Regions from separate parts of the Sus scrofa genome. Here region 1 is linked to region 2. Evidence: chromatin contacts called from public Hi-C data. All regions are on one chromosome and are shown on one strand. The core of a region is the stretch at or near the end of the contact, and the rest is flanking DNA. Distances in the headings are between cores, read along the strand shown.

Region 1 (6,878 bases), core at 3,388-5,887, 86 kb after region 2:
ACAGGCCAGTTATTTTGCACAATATAACTTGATGTGGATTTGTCTGATATTTCCTCATGATTAGATCTAGGCGTAGGTCCAAAGCAAACTTTTGGTAGGTCCACAGCAGAGGACCGTGTCCATTGCAGTGCATAAAATCGAAAGGCACATGATGTCAGTTTACCTCGGTACTGGAAATATTAACTTTTTGGTTAAGGAGGCACATGCTGGGTTTTTGCATTTTTTTGGGCCGTGCCCACGGTGCATGAAGTTCCTGAGAGGGAGATCAAACTCACACCACAGCAGAAACGATGCAGGATCCTTAACTCACTGAGCCACCAGGGAACACTTGGATTGTTTTTTTCTCTTTATAATTAGTAAATGTCTTGTGAAGAGATACTTTGAGATTATGTATGTATTTTATCACTCTTCAAAATTTCATCCACTAATTTTAGCAAACATCGATGATTCTTGCCTGAATCAATACTAGGATAGTTCCTAAATTATGATGTACTACTTCCATCGTTTCTTCTACGCTTATTATTCCACTGTCAGGAAGAGCTTTCCCTTCTTCCCTTCTCTTTTTTTTGTTCATTTAGTATTTATCCCAAGTCAAAGGTAAGAATTCCCACTGCTATCTAACAATGAACTAGAGGTATTAGCTAATGAAATTAGACAGATGATGTTCAAACCTCTTGCATCCTAAAAGCACCTGTCCTTGAACCCCATACTTCCCATAATCCCTAAATAAGATCCACAGACCACTCTGCTTGGTGAGACTGGGCTTACTGCACAGCTCTCCCCCACAAGAGTACACAATAAATTCAATTTTGTCTTTTTCAGTTTATACATTGGATGGTTGTCTCATTATCCTTTGACATACCAAACCCCCAAACTAAAAAGATCATTTTGTAAATGCAACAGTGGAAGTAGGAACACAGTTAAGGCTGTTGAAAAGCCTGTGTGGAAAGCAAACCCCTGAAGTTATAGGAAAAAAAACCCATTTATACTAAAAAGAAAAAAAACCTATATGGAAAGATATACCATAAACATAGACAAAAGAAATATCTCATAGCACTGACAAAGAGCCAATTTCATCAGTAAGAGAAAGCAAACAATTTATCCGAAAAAATAAGCAAAGGATATGAAGAGAATTCCTATGTAAGTGGCTATTAATAAGAGGTTCAACCTGCATTCTAGCAGAAATGCAAATTGAGACTACACCATGATAGCCATTTTTCAGTTATTAGATTTGTAAAGACTAAAAATCTGACAAGCTTGATTAGCAATAGCGTGGGAAACAGGCTCTTTTCAGCATTGCTGCTAGGAGTGTATAATGATATGACTTTCAATGAGAACAATGTGACACTACTGCAAAAGAATTTTAAAAGTATACCTGTTTGACTTAGCAATTCTACTTTTAGGAATTTATCCTACAGGTAAATGTGAAATGGCTGTTGTCTAGGCAATTCACTGCAGGACTACATATAGCAGTTTGGAAACAACTTAAATGTCTATCAATAGGGGACTTGCTAAATTTAACACATCCATACAACAGAATTCTTTGCATCTGTAACAGAAAATGAAGACAATATCTCCACTATATTGTCAGGTTGGAAGAAAAAAAAACTGTGTGGGATATCTCTTGAAAGATTCAAAGGAAGCTAGTGATGGTGATTACTTCCCAAGAGAACTGGGAGGGGGAGGACTTGCCTTGAGCTGTGTTCTCTTTGGTCCTGTTTGAATGTCATACTAGGTGTATGTATTTCTCATTAAAAAACAGCAAAAAAAATGTAAAGGTCAGTTGCAGTTGTGTGGATGATACTTGTCTTTTAAATATAGTGGTAGTGGAGGTCATGAATAGATTCAGGATATGTTTTGGAAGAAAGCTGACAAGACAACTACAATGACGGAGCAGTTATGGGTGATGAGGTAAGGAAGCCATCAGGATGACTCCTGGGTTTGTGGCTAACAACTGGCAAAGAGATGTGCTATTTACTTTGCTGGGGAGCAATCAGGAAGGAACAAGTATGACATGTGTGAGAGAACTCAAGGATTCTGTTTTGGATATGTAAGATTTGAGATGCCTATTAGTTATCCACGTAGAGATGTCATATAGGCAGTTGGAATAGGAGTCTGAAATGCAGATTATTTTGGAGGCATCAGCATGTAAATCAGCACCGATAAACAGAAATATAATGTAAGCCATATACATAATTTAAAATTTTGTACCAGCCATGTTAAAAAGTAAAAGCAGGTGAAATTCATTTTATTCTATTTGACCCAATATATGTAAATCCTATCATTTTAACACGTAATCAGTATAAAAATTAAAAAAAGATTTTATATTCTTTTCATACTAAGTTTGAAATCTGGTGTATATTTTACACTTACAGTTCATTTAATTACAACCAGCAACATTTCAAGTATCAGCTTGTCATACATGGTGTTGGCTACCTATTGTACAGAACAGAGATGATGTTTAAAGCTATGGAACTGGGTAAGTGGCAGAGAGCCCAAGACTGGACTTTGGAGCACTTGAACATTTAAGAGTTTAGGTAGAAGAGGAGGAGCTAGAAGGAGCTGACAAATGAGACAGAAAATGAGAGCCCAGTAAACTAGGAGAAAAACAAGGCAAGTGTAGTGTCAAGGAGGTAATTAAGGAGAGGGCTGTCAACTATTATCAGCTGACGCTGAAGAGTGGCATAAGATGAGGACAGAGAAGTGACCACTAACTGGGAAGATGGAGTTGTTAGCCATCTTGGTAAGACAGTTTCATTAGACAGGGGGCTTCTCCTTTGGGGTTGGGTGAGAAAGGGAGGTGGAAAGTGGAGTCATTTGTGGAGACATCTCAAAGGCAAAACGTTGTAAACTGATCTATCTTCTCTGGCATCCCCCGCCCCACCCCACCGTTTCCTATATTCTGATCTCTATTGGGAGCCCACGCTAGAAATCTGGGAAATATTCTCAATTCCTTCCTCTCAGACCTCATAAACTATTTGCCCAAATTCATCCCCATTTCACTTCCAAAATACTTCTCCTTTGCTTCATCCCTATTTCCCCAGTTATAGGACCTTGCCATTTCTAATCTTCATAGTACCTAATAATCTTAATGATTATTCAACCTCTAGCTTTGTCACCCTCAAAGTTCTGCTGGCAAGCCTGGCACCACCACCCCCTTCTTGAAAGTTGAGGAGGGTGTCAGGTTGTGTTGCCAGATGTAATTTGTTTTTTTTTTGTTTTTTTTTTTAACTTTTTAAAAATTACTCAGATGAATTTATCACATCTGTAGTTGTATAATGATCATAACAATCTGATTTCACAGGATTTCCACCCCACAGCCCAAGCACATCTCCCCACCCCTCAAACTGTCTCCTCCGGAGACCATAAGTCTTTCAATGTCTGTGAGTCAGCATCTGTTCTGCAAAGAAATTCAGTCTGTCCTTTTTTCAGATTCCACATGTCAGTGAAAGCATTTGATGTTGGTATCTCATTGTATGGCTGACTTCACTTAGCATGATAGTTTCTAGGTCCATCCATGTCGCTAAAAATGCTGTATTTCATTCTTTTTAATGGCTGAATGATAGCCAGATGTAATTTGTAAAAACATAGGTTTTGGAGTTCCCAAACTGTGGTACAATGGGTTAAAAATTCGACTGCAGCCGCTTGAGTCACTGTGGAGGCGCTGGTTTGATCCTTCGCTTGGTGCAGTGGGTTAAGGATTCCACTCTACTACAGCTGTGGCTCGGATTCAATCCTGGCCCGGGAACTTCCATATGTTATAGGTGCAGCCCTAAATAAAAACACAGGTCTTGCATTCTTGATCCTCTACACAAAATCCTTGCATGTCTCCTTACGGAACAGGTTTAGTTTTTCCTACTGAGTTCTTCTTTCATTCGCAGATCAATGGTCTCTCTCCTCTCCCCCACCTCCCCTCACACACACACACACGGTTCTGTTTCAGGCTTGCATCATTATTATCCCTCCTAATCCCCACCCTCATAACCAACTCCCTCATATAGGCGTCATGACTGACCCATTCGTACTAATTCTAGCTTAGGTATGAATTTAAAGGACCTTCAGCACGCCACCACTTTCCCCCAAAGTTTGTTAAACTGTACTTACTCTCTTCCCAAACGCCTTTCCCAGGCATTCCTACGAAATTCACTACTTATTTCAACCGCTGTTCTCACTTAGACTCGTCTATTCACCATACTATTCTTTAAAGGATCAGTTTCTGTCGACCTCCCCAAGTAAACCACGAACTTTCTGAGGTCTGAGAGCTTGTCACATTCCAGTTTGTATTCCCAGTACCTGGCATGTGAGTGGACACAACATAAGACTCTCAATGAACTGTGTGGAATTAAGAGCAGCCAAAAAGGCTGCGGAAAGCAACGCTGCGAGGAGAAGGGCGGTGCGCTTCTTCGCGTCAGGCTGAGCGGAGGCCGGCACTCTCTACCCGCGCAGCGGCAGGGGATGGACAGCAGGAGCAGGCAGGAAACGAGCACAGTTCCATTTTGGGCAGCGGAAAGCTGCGGCTGGCGCCTAAGACAGTACCGGGAGAAATTAAACGTAGCTCCTCCCCTCTCTCCTCGCTAGGCCTGCCCACCACGTGATCTTGCCTGCTCACGTGAGCGCGGCCTTGCGTGACCTGCCCCGGCATCACGTGAGCAACCGTGGTCACGTGAGCACGGTTTTTGCTGGGCTCCAGCAGCAGCTTCTTCCCGGAGTTGCTGTCACTGTCTTCTCCTGATCTCCCGCCGGCCGGATGGAGGAGGAAGATGAAGAAGCGAGGGCGCTGCTGCCAAGCAGCCCCGTCAAGGCCGGCAGAGGTGCCTCCAACACTCCCGACGCTCCCAGGGCGCTGTCCGCCCTCTGCGACCCCAGTCACCTGGCGCACCGGCTTTTGGTGCTGTTGCTGATGTGCTTCCTTGGCTTCGGTGAGCCGGCCGGCCTGGTGGGGTGTTGCTGCTAATCAGGAAATTACCGACTTTCTTTCGGAGAGTCGTTCTTGGCTGCCACGAGGCCTCAGCGCAGCTTCTAGTTTCTGTTTCTGGGCTTTCCTTCTTTTCCCTTCTCCACCCCATCAAAGCCTTGTAGACGTTGCTAGCTATTCGGCATTTCGAAGATAGGAGTAAGGGCACTGAGCTGCGCGAGTTTTGTGCCACTCCTTTCCTCTCCAAGAAGTCTCGAAGGCTAGCAACTTGCCGCCTGGGACCCTAGATATGAAGGAATCCCGGGATCATCAAGGTTGCTCTAATGACAGTTCCATTCAGAAGGAATTCAGAAAGATTTAACTGTCCCTTTCCCCGTTGCCCTTCCCCAACGCCCCTCTGCCCAATTTAAAATTTTTGATTGACCAACTCGTTGGCAGTCTTACGTGTTTCTCATCCTCTTTGGGAAAACGTATGAGTGTGTCTTGTTGATAGCTTCAATGAGTGGATGTGTTCTCGTTCTCTTCCGCTATGCCAATGTGAAGCAATCATACTGGATTGGACTTGTGGTAGGCTTGACGGTGTTTGGTTTCATTTACGAAATCTGGTGACTCTGAAGGAAATTTCTTGAGCTAATTTTAAAAATTATCTGCCTGTGTTCCAGCTACTAATTTTTTTCAGCAACATTCTAATGTCAATATAAGTTTGATAGGAAGGTAATAATGTGTTTCTCAAGGGGCTTGCGGGAATGGGTATCATCAACAAGTTCAGAAACATTATATTGGGTAACTTTATGCTACTGCTGAGGATATGTATGTTGGCATGGAGGTTGCTTTGAGCCTTAGTTCCTTTGCATCTCTTTTTGTTCCCCCTCTTTCTTTGTGGAAAGAAAGAGCTGCAGCTCTGATTCAACCCCTATCCTGGGAATCACCATACGCTGCAGGTGTGATCCTAAAAAGCAAAAAAAAAAAAAAAAAAAGTCAATTTTATTTCTGTAAAAATAATTCTGAGTGCACGAATGTCCAAATCTCTCCACCTCTCTCTTTCTTATCCTCTCAAAGACATTATGTTTTAATTTAATCTTTTGGAATGCTTTTGTTTTTCTTCATTACTGGCACTGTATTTGCTAAATTATTTGTCTAAAGCATTTTGTTTGTAGATTTAAAATTCTTGTTTCAAAAACAGGTTTAGTCAGAGTAAACTTCTTTCCCCTGCTCTCAAGATAAATAGTAGCTTTAGGTAACATACTAGGAAACTTCTGAGGATGTTTTTAAAATTTTTAGTGTGTGCGTTGGTAGCTTTAAGGAAAATACGGCTTTTACAAGGATGTGAATAAAACAGTAGACATGAAGCATGATAAAAGTAAAGTAGAAGAACAAATAGTTGTAGATTAACTTCTTAATGCAGGTTCCCAGTACTTGCTATGTAGTCACACTAATATTTTGTAAATAACTTGGTGTGTTTTCTTTGCATATTTGCCTGCAACTTAGAAATTATTGGTGGACAAGGACGTGGTCCAGAAATGTTTCCAGTGTCGAGCCCCTAGTATAAACGTTTAAAATCACAATTTGAGTAGCAATTGCAACTTGACACTTTTATATGGGAAGTATTGTTACTTAAAAATATTTGCTTTTCCTTTTTCTAGGCAGCTATTTTTGCTATGATAATCCTGCTGCCCTTCAGACTCAGGTTAAACGGGTAAGTTGGTTTTTCACCACTGCTTTTTTTGTTGGCTCTGGAGCAGATGTTCTGTTGAGGCATCATCAGTTCTAAGATTTCCCAGTCTGAAGTATTGTCCAGTGAATCCATTTTCATCAAACCTGTGTATGGCAAGCAGTATTCTTGAAATGAGTGGCCACAAAGAATTCATTTATAACACTTGCAGCTTGATATTGTTTCACAGTTTAAATAAATAATTGCAGTTTCTTGCAGTGGTGCCAAGAAGTATTATTAGATTTTTGTTTG
Region 2 (7,757 bases), core at 1,343-3,842:
TCATGGTCTCGGAAGAAAAAAATATCCCTGGGATTTGAAAACTGGGTGGGTGCGCCTTAGAAATGTGAGCTTGGTTTTCTGTAGGGATTCTGTCCCACTGATAACCAGGGAGCAAATCTTCAGGGGGGGCCTCTTCGGGCTCTAGGAAGTGGCAACTCTCCAAGTTCTCAAGCTCTGTTCCCTCATTTCTCTGTTGTGCTGGTAAAGTGAACTTTTTCCTCCCTAAGACGGCAAGGTTTGTTGGTTTGCTCCAACGGGTGACAAGAGCAGATTGCCTTTTTTTTTTTTTTTTTTTGGATCTTTTTAGGGCCGCACCCACAGAACATAGAGGTTCCCAGGCTAGGGGGTCCAATTGGAGCTACAGATACCGGCCTATACCACAGCCACAGCAAGACAGGATCTGGAGCCTCATCTGCGACCTACACCACAGCTCACAGCAACGCCGGATCCTTAACCCTCTGATCAAGGCCAGGATTGAACTTGCCTTCTCAGAGATGCTAGTCAGATTCATTTCCACTGAGCCACGACGGGAACTCCAGATTGCCTTTTTCTAAGAACACTTTTATTTCATCATTAAATAAATTTAGCCATCCTGGGGGCAGATTAAGTCTTTGAAGAACCAAGGCTGAGCTTTCAAAAGGCGTTCCCCTTCCAGGTCTAGAACCATCTTAAAAATCCTACTGCCACTCTTTAAAACGTTACCTATTTACACCCTTTACTAAACTCTAGACTCTTTAAGTCTGGTTCTGCAGGCTTTGTGCAATACTGGGTGATTACGGGGAAGAGCATCACTACTCTTGGAAGAGGCTTAGTGTAGTTCTGTGACTTTTCTTTTGCTTTTTAGGGCCACACCCACGGCATGGCATATGGAAGTTCCCAGGCTAGGAGTCGAATCCCAGCTGCAGCTGCTGGCCTACACCACAGCCACAGCAATGCCAGATCCAAGCCATGTCTGTGACCTACACCACAGCTCACTGGCAATACCAGATCCTTAACCCACTCCCACTGAGTGAGGTCAGGGATCAAACCCACATCCTCATGGATACTAGTCAGATTCATTTCCTACTGTGCCACGATGAGAACTCTTCAAAAACAAACAACTACACAACAGCATATGGAAGTTACTGGGGCAGGGTTTGAATTTAAGCCGCAGCTGCCACCAGAGCCCCTTAAGTCAGGTTCTTTCATTTGATGAAGAAAGCAGTGGAGCTGCTTAGACACGAAATGATACCTACAACCAGTGCCTTAAAATTAGCTACCAAACAATGTGCTGCAAAGTTCTCATTCATTTCATTACATAGAAAACAGCCCTGGTTCACTCACTCCCATTAGATTAAAGCAGGCGCCAGGATTCCCAAGGTTCCTGCCCAGGCAGAGACTTAAATTCCAACATTATCCTGAAACCCATTGCATGATGGTCTGCAATTAACAAGGGAACATCGGCCTAGCCTGCCTGAGAACTAGCTTAGATTTTGGAAATCCCACCCAGGACTAAAGCTCAAACCACTAGAAGGTCTCGGCTCTGGGACCACCCCATAGCAACCAATTCTGGGAGTCCCAGGAGAGATCAAGCCTTGCCTTTTGGGCCCGTTCCTCAGTTTCCCCATACACCTCTTTCACAAACTGCCTTATGAAAAACCTTTATGGTCTTGTAAATGCCAGAATGAGCGAGCCAGTTTTCCATGGACTCTGCGCACCAACGGGCCCCTTCATGCCCGAGACAGTTCCGGACGTCGATGCACGAGCCAGGATTTCCCCGGACGTCTGCGCATCACAGCTTCCCTGGCCTTTCCGCTATTGGGAGCATAGGCGCGCGCACACGAATCACCTACCACGCGGCTCGCGCACAATCCCCCCGCGCCCTCCCGCCCGCAGTGTTGCTCCTGCACTCACCCAGGCACTGCCCTCCTGCACCTCAGCCAGCACTCGAAGGGCGCTGGGCGAACCCGCTCGGAAGTTGAAGAAGTGCAGAGCTGCGCGCGCCGCCTGGGACAGAAGTCCTTGCGGGAGCTCCGCGTCCTGGCGCCACTCGGAGTCCTCGGGTGTCCGGGACCCCGCGGGCGCCGCCGCGGCCGCCTGAAGGGCGAGCAGCAGCAGAAGCGCTAGCAGCCGGGTGGCAGGGGGCCGGTTCCCCGGCCGGGGAGCGAAAAGCGATGGTCGGCTGGGCTGCATGGTCGTGAGCTGGCGCGGCGCTCGACGGGCCCCGACTCCTGGCGGGCGGCGCCAGTGTTCTGGGAATTAAGTACGCCCGGGCCCCTCCCTCCGCCCCCTGGGTGGCCAGCTGGAGGGAATCTGGGTCCTGGCTCGATGGCGCCCTGTCGCCGCTTCCACAGCCCCTGGGCCCCTCCGACCCGCCCAACTCCCCCGGGCTCGGCGTCTCTGCCGCGCGGCTAGGCTAGGCGAGGTGCCGCGCGGTGGGGCGGTGGGGGGGGGGGGGAGAGACAAAGGGGGGCGTGGAGACTTCTCCTGCTAGGGTACAGGGCCTGGCGGGCGCGGCCTAGTGCGGGATCGCCAGCTCAGCTCTGGATCCGGCTTCTTAGCGGATGCTGTGATTTCAAAGCCCTTAGGGTTTCAGAGCTGTAACTGGAAGCTGTGATTGGAGCTGTGATTTCTCAGAAGATGAAATTGGGAACAGGTGGAGAAGGGGGCAGGACGCAGCCGGCATTACTGGGGGTCTTCATAGCAAGCACAATGACCTTGGAAATGGGAAAGTCGCTAGAGAACTGGGACTAGAGAGGAGGCTGCTATGGTCAGCAGGGAAGTCAGATAAGGACCCAGAGGCCCCACTGGACTTAGAAACAGGTCACTAATAAACCTGGTGAGGCACAAATGGGCGTGCAACCCAGATACCACTGAAGTGAGGTATGAATGGGGCTGTCAGGTAGTGGAGGGAGGGAGCGAGGACTGACAACTCTTTTTAGACACGTGGCAGTGAAGGGATGAGATGGCCACTGTTCTTAAGCCACAGACCAGAGAGAAAGCCCAGAGAACAAGGCATTAGAGGCACTCCCAGGAACCATTGTTCCCGCACCTCCTTACTTTGTTCAGGGGTCCACTCCCCATCACCTGCTGACTCCAGCCCCACTGTGGAGGTAAATGTTGGATGTGTCACATGCTGTGGAGAAAAATTAAGCATGAAAGGGGATGAGGAGTTGGTTATAGGTTTAAATAATGTGGTCGAGGCAGGCCTCGCTGGGATAGTGAATTTAAATAAATACCTGAAGAAGATGAGGGAGCCAGATGGATGTGTTTGAGAAGAGCATACACTGTAGATAGAGGGAATAACAAGTGCAAGGGCCCAGAATCAGGAGTCCACCAGCATGTTTGAAGAAGAGCAAGCAGGTGCAGCTGGAGGAGTATCAGGATGAGAAGTTCCGGGGAACGGTGGGGGGAGGGGCAGAGCATGCAGGACTTGGTAGCTCCTTATTGTGAGCTTGTGGAAGTGTGCCCCTATCTTGCTAATAGCTTGAGGATGAAGCCCATTTGAAGAATGGCTGAGCAGAGAGAGGGGAGGAGCCTGAATTCCTGAAGACATTGTTGAGCACCCATATCAGCTGATCCTGGAACTCATTTCTTATTCTGTTCTTGAATGAGGTTCTGTTTCTTGCTTCAGAGGTAGGCTAACACAAATAATTATCTTTCCAGAACCCAGCTATCTTCCCCTCCAAGGGGTTATAGTAGTAGGTTTCTTGAGAAATTATCAACTCCAGGTCTTATAAAAACTAAGTTTTCCTTATTTCAGTGCTTCACCCTCAGTGGGTGTTGGGCTGTTTTCACCTGCCAGTAACAGGAAAAACAAAATGGACTAATCACTGGTGTGGAGTGGGAGGTCTCAGGGATGATTTAAAGAATTCAGGCTCTCTCCATCCTTCTGCACAGCTCTCCTCAGCTGTTTGCCCCCCCCCCCCCCCGGAAGGCTGACCCATAGCTCCATGATTACAGAATGGCTGTCACAGTTCCAGACACTTCATTGTTACACGCCACAAGCAAAGGCAGGTAGCAGGGAGTAGGTTGCCAGGGCGGCAAGAGAGCTTTACATCATGCATCTGTTTTGATTTTAGTTTTTCATCAGAGAAGAAAGCTTTTTTCCAGGCCCTCTTCCCCGCACCTGACCTTCCCTTACATCTCATTGGCCAGAACTGGGTCACATTAGCAAACTCTAGCTGCAAGGGAGGCTGGGAAAGCAAGCATCTGCCTTTTTTCAGCCTCTGTTGTGGTGGTCTAGTCTAGTAAGATTTAAGCTTGCCTACACAGAACAAAAAATAAATAAACAATATTGACTTTTTTTTTTCTTTTTAGGCCACACCTGTGGCATATGGAAGTTCCCAGGCTAGGGGTTTAATTGAAGCTACAGCTGTCAGCCTACACCAGAGCCACAGCAATGCCAGATCTGAGTCACAACTGCAACCTACACCACAGCTCACGGCAACACCAGATCCTTAACCCACTGAGCAAGGCCAGGGATTGAACCCTCAACCTCAGGTTCCTAGTCGGATTCGTTTCTGCTGCACCACGATGGGCACTCCAACGTTGACTTAAATAAGAAACTTATCCATCACATAAGTTTGGGGTAGGGGGTTGTACAAAATCCATTGTTGGTTTTGGCAGGTCTATGAAGTTGTTAAGGGTCCCAGGCTTTTTCCAGACCTTTGTTCCCACATCTGAGGGTGCGCCCCTACCCTCAGAGTCCAAGATGAGCTCTAGCCATCAGCAAGAGCTCCCTTTTATGGGCTTCTGAGAAGTCCTACAGGGAACTTCTGCTTCTATCTCACTGACAAGAACTTAGTTGAAAGGAGGCTGGGATATGCAGTCTTTTTTCAAAATTTTGTTTTACAGAGTGTCCCAGAAATAGGCCCTAAGACAAAAGGTTATGTGAGAGTGTCTTATAAAGGAAAAGCTCCCAGGGGAAACCAGTGAAGACCTAGAAAATTGGTAGCAAGGAAGGATCTTAAACAAAGTTACAGGAAAGGTAATTTCACCTGGTACGCAGAGAAGCTCTGGAATGTAAACTGCTTCCTGGCAGGGGATGTGGGCTCCCATCCTCCTATGCCTATGAGTTATTGGCTAAGGGCCACACTGGTTAACATCCAGGCCCTACTCTATGGGTACAGAGGGGCAGAGACACCGGATAGCCCTCCTGAGAGGTGTCAGAGGTACCTTAGGTTGGAAGCAAAAGCACACTTAGATGTAGGGGCAAAATCTAGGAAAGGGATCCCAGGGATCTGAGCAGATCCCTAACAGGGTCCTGGCAGAGAGAGTAGACAGTGACAGGTAAGCAGGGATCTATCACTGGGGCCATGAGGGGGAGGGTGGGAATGGCCAATGGCAGCCTTAGCTCTTGTAAGACAGTGAGAATCATAGAAAGTCATACACAGGAGGGAAGACACACAGAAATGGTCAGGAACAAGAGCAGCTGTGTGAGCACAGGGCCTCTTCTGAGGTCAGCTATTTTTAAGAGTGATAATAACTACACACCAGGCAGACAGATGTTGATCAGGAACACACATTTTTAAAAGTTTTTAATTACAGCATTCATTTTATTAATGGATTTGCTGGAACACAGGAGATTATTTCCTTCTTTGAGAACTATTTGTCCTTTGTCCATCTATGGGATTGTTGGATTTCTGACTGATTTGTAGTTCTTTAACTACTAAGGAAATCAGGCCAAGATCTGTCATAAGTATCACTAATTTTTTTCTCAGTTCCTACCCTGTGTGTGTGTGTGAATTGTTCCTCCTTGTCAAATACCATGTGTGTGGGTGATATTGTTAGCTATAGACCATGTTCGCCAAAGGACCTGTCCTCTTGTGTCACAAATACCATCTCCTGTTTGGTCTTTCCTCCTTGGCCTTGCTGGAGGACTACCCTATAGGCAGGGAGGAAAGTCACAGCCAGCAGGATCTGGTTCCCAGATGTATCGCCAACTAGTGTCCCATGTCCTATGTGTGTCCTAGTTCCTTAGTCATTGCTCTGGTTATTGTGAGCGAATTTTTTTTTTTTTTTGGCCTCGCCCAGGGCATGCAAAAGTCCAAGATTGAACCTGTGCCACAGCAGTGACAACACCAAATCCTTAACCCGCTGAGCCACAAGGGAATTCCTATGAGTATTTTTATATAGAGAACTTGGTTTTATACTATTAAGGATATAATAATATAAAAATTAGTCACTTTAAATTGTATGATAGGATTCAGTACATAGTGACAGGAAATTGATACATCTTCTTGGACTATCTGCAATATCTATCAAAATTAGCAATGCATAAACCTTTGGACCCAGCAATTCTATCTCTAGAGTTTATAGAAATTATAAATTCACACATGTACCCAAAGATGTATGAGTGTTCCTCTCAGCATGTGGACTGTAAATGCCTCAAATATCTCATTTTCAGCTGTCTCTAGAACAGTGCCTAGCACACCACAGGCATCAATACAAATTTTAGGAAAGAATGAGGAGTTCCCTTTGCAGCTCAGTGGTTAATGAACCTGACTAGGATCCGTGAGGATGCAGGTTCCATCCCTGCCCTTGCTCAGTGGGTTAAGGATCTTGTGCTACCCTGAGCTGTGGTGTAGGTTGCACGTGTGGCTTGGATTCTGCATGGCTGTGGCACAGGCCAGCAGCTGTATCTCCGATTTGACCCCTAGCCTGGAACTTCCATATGCCACAGGTACAGCTCTAAAAAGCAAAAAAAAAAAAAAAAAAAAAAAAAAAAAAGAAAAAAGAAAAGGAAAGACTGCAAAGTAAAAGGTTAAAGAGAAATCTAACTCTCATGGTTGATAATTAGGTACCCCCCTCTAGCGGGATATTATGCAGCCATCAAGGAAGGAGATCCAAGTGTGTAGATACTGAACCATCTCTAAGCTATAATGTCAGTAAGGTATAGAGTTGGGCAACTTGTGTGCTGTTTAAAAAGAAACAAAGGACACACACATGAATGCATACATAAATGTGGAAATGTGCAAAGATGTCTGAAGAGGTCCATAAGAAATTAGCAATTATAAGAGTTCCTGTTGTGGCTCAGTGGGTTAAGAACCTGACTAATATCTATGGGCTCCCCCTCCACCCTCACTCCCCTGCTCATTGTGGGGGCTCAGGAATAGACTCAGGACCTACTTAGACAAGCTTTGGGCTTCACCTCACAGGCCTGCAAGCCTTGTAACTGTTCAGTCATGAGACTGAAGAAAGGGCAGGGATATAGTGACAGAGACATGAATGGTTTATTTGACTGAAGATCTTACAAGTCTGAAGAAGAAGGTCCTGGAGTGACATCCAAGTGCCTATGGCAGGAGAACAGCCATCCTGAATACCCTGACCCCACAGAAAGCAAAACATAAGGAGGTGTTGGTGGGGTCTTGGAGAGAAGCTCTCTCGCTCTTCTGAGAGAGCATGATCTTCCCTCCCTTGCTCTGACTGTGGCCCCAGAAGCTGCTGGTATCATCTTGCTATCTTCAGGAGAGTGGGCCTCAGGGTGATGGCAGAGCCTTGGGGATATTACTGACCTGCTGGCTCATGACCTACCTGAAGCCTGCCCTATCCAGACTGTTTAGTTGGAGGAAGCAATAAGCCAAATTCATTGTTTAACCCCAACTGAAGCATGATTTTGCTGCCCCAATTGAAAAGTTCCTAATGGGTTGCTGAAGCAGATACTCCTGGCAGGAACCAGAGATACATAACGTTGTACTGTGGGGGGTCTGCTCCTGCCAGGACAGGGGACGCCTCAGCTGCCTCCCACCTAAGAAGACCACTTTGGCAGATGCCAC

The links. A called contact is a pair of places that touch in the nucleus more often than the background predicts.
Region 1: a contact with region 2 is called in a Hi-C map of liver, with 3 times the contacts expected there. The contact joins the promoter of MFSD1 here to the promoter of RARRES1 in region 2. A contact is called at or near these places in 1 of 5 promoter capture datasets (liver), 23 of 47 Hi-C or Micro-C datasets (adipose tissue, alveolar macrophages, blood and 12 more) and 2 of 2 datasets of contacts at active chromatin or transcription factors (alveolar macrophages and skeletal muscle).

What each region holds. Positions count from the first base shown.
Region 1 is chr13:98,587,708-98,594,585 of Sscrofa11.1, forward strand. MFSD1 (major facilitator superfamily domain-containing protein 1) reads left to right here and starts at 4,638. Exons shown (of 16, transcript XM_003358650.5): 1 at 4,638-4,919; 2 at 6,559-6,611. The coding sequence starts at 4,748.
Region 2 is chr13:98,503,960-98,511,716 of Sscrofa11.1, forward strand. RARRES1 (retinoic acid receptor responder protein 1) reads right to left here and starts at 2,593. Exons shown (of 6, transcript XM_003358645.3): 1 at 1,894-2,593. The coding sequence starts at 2,172.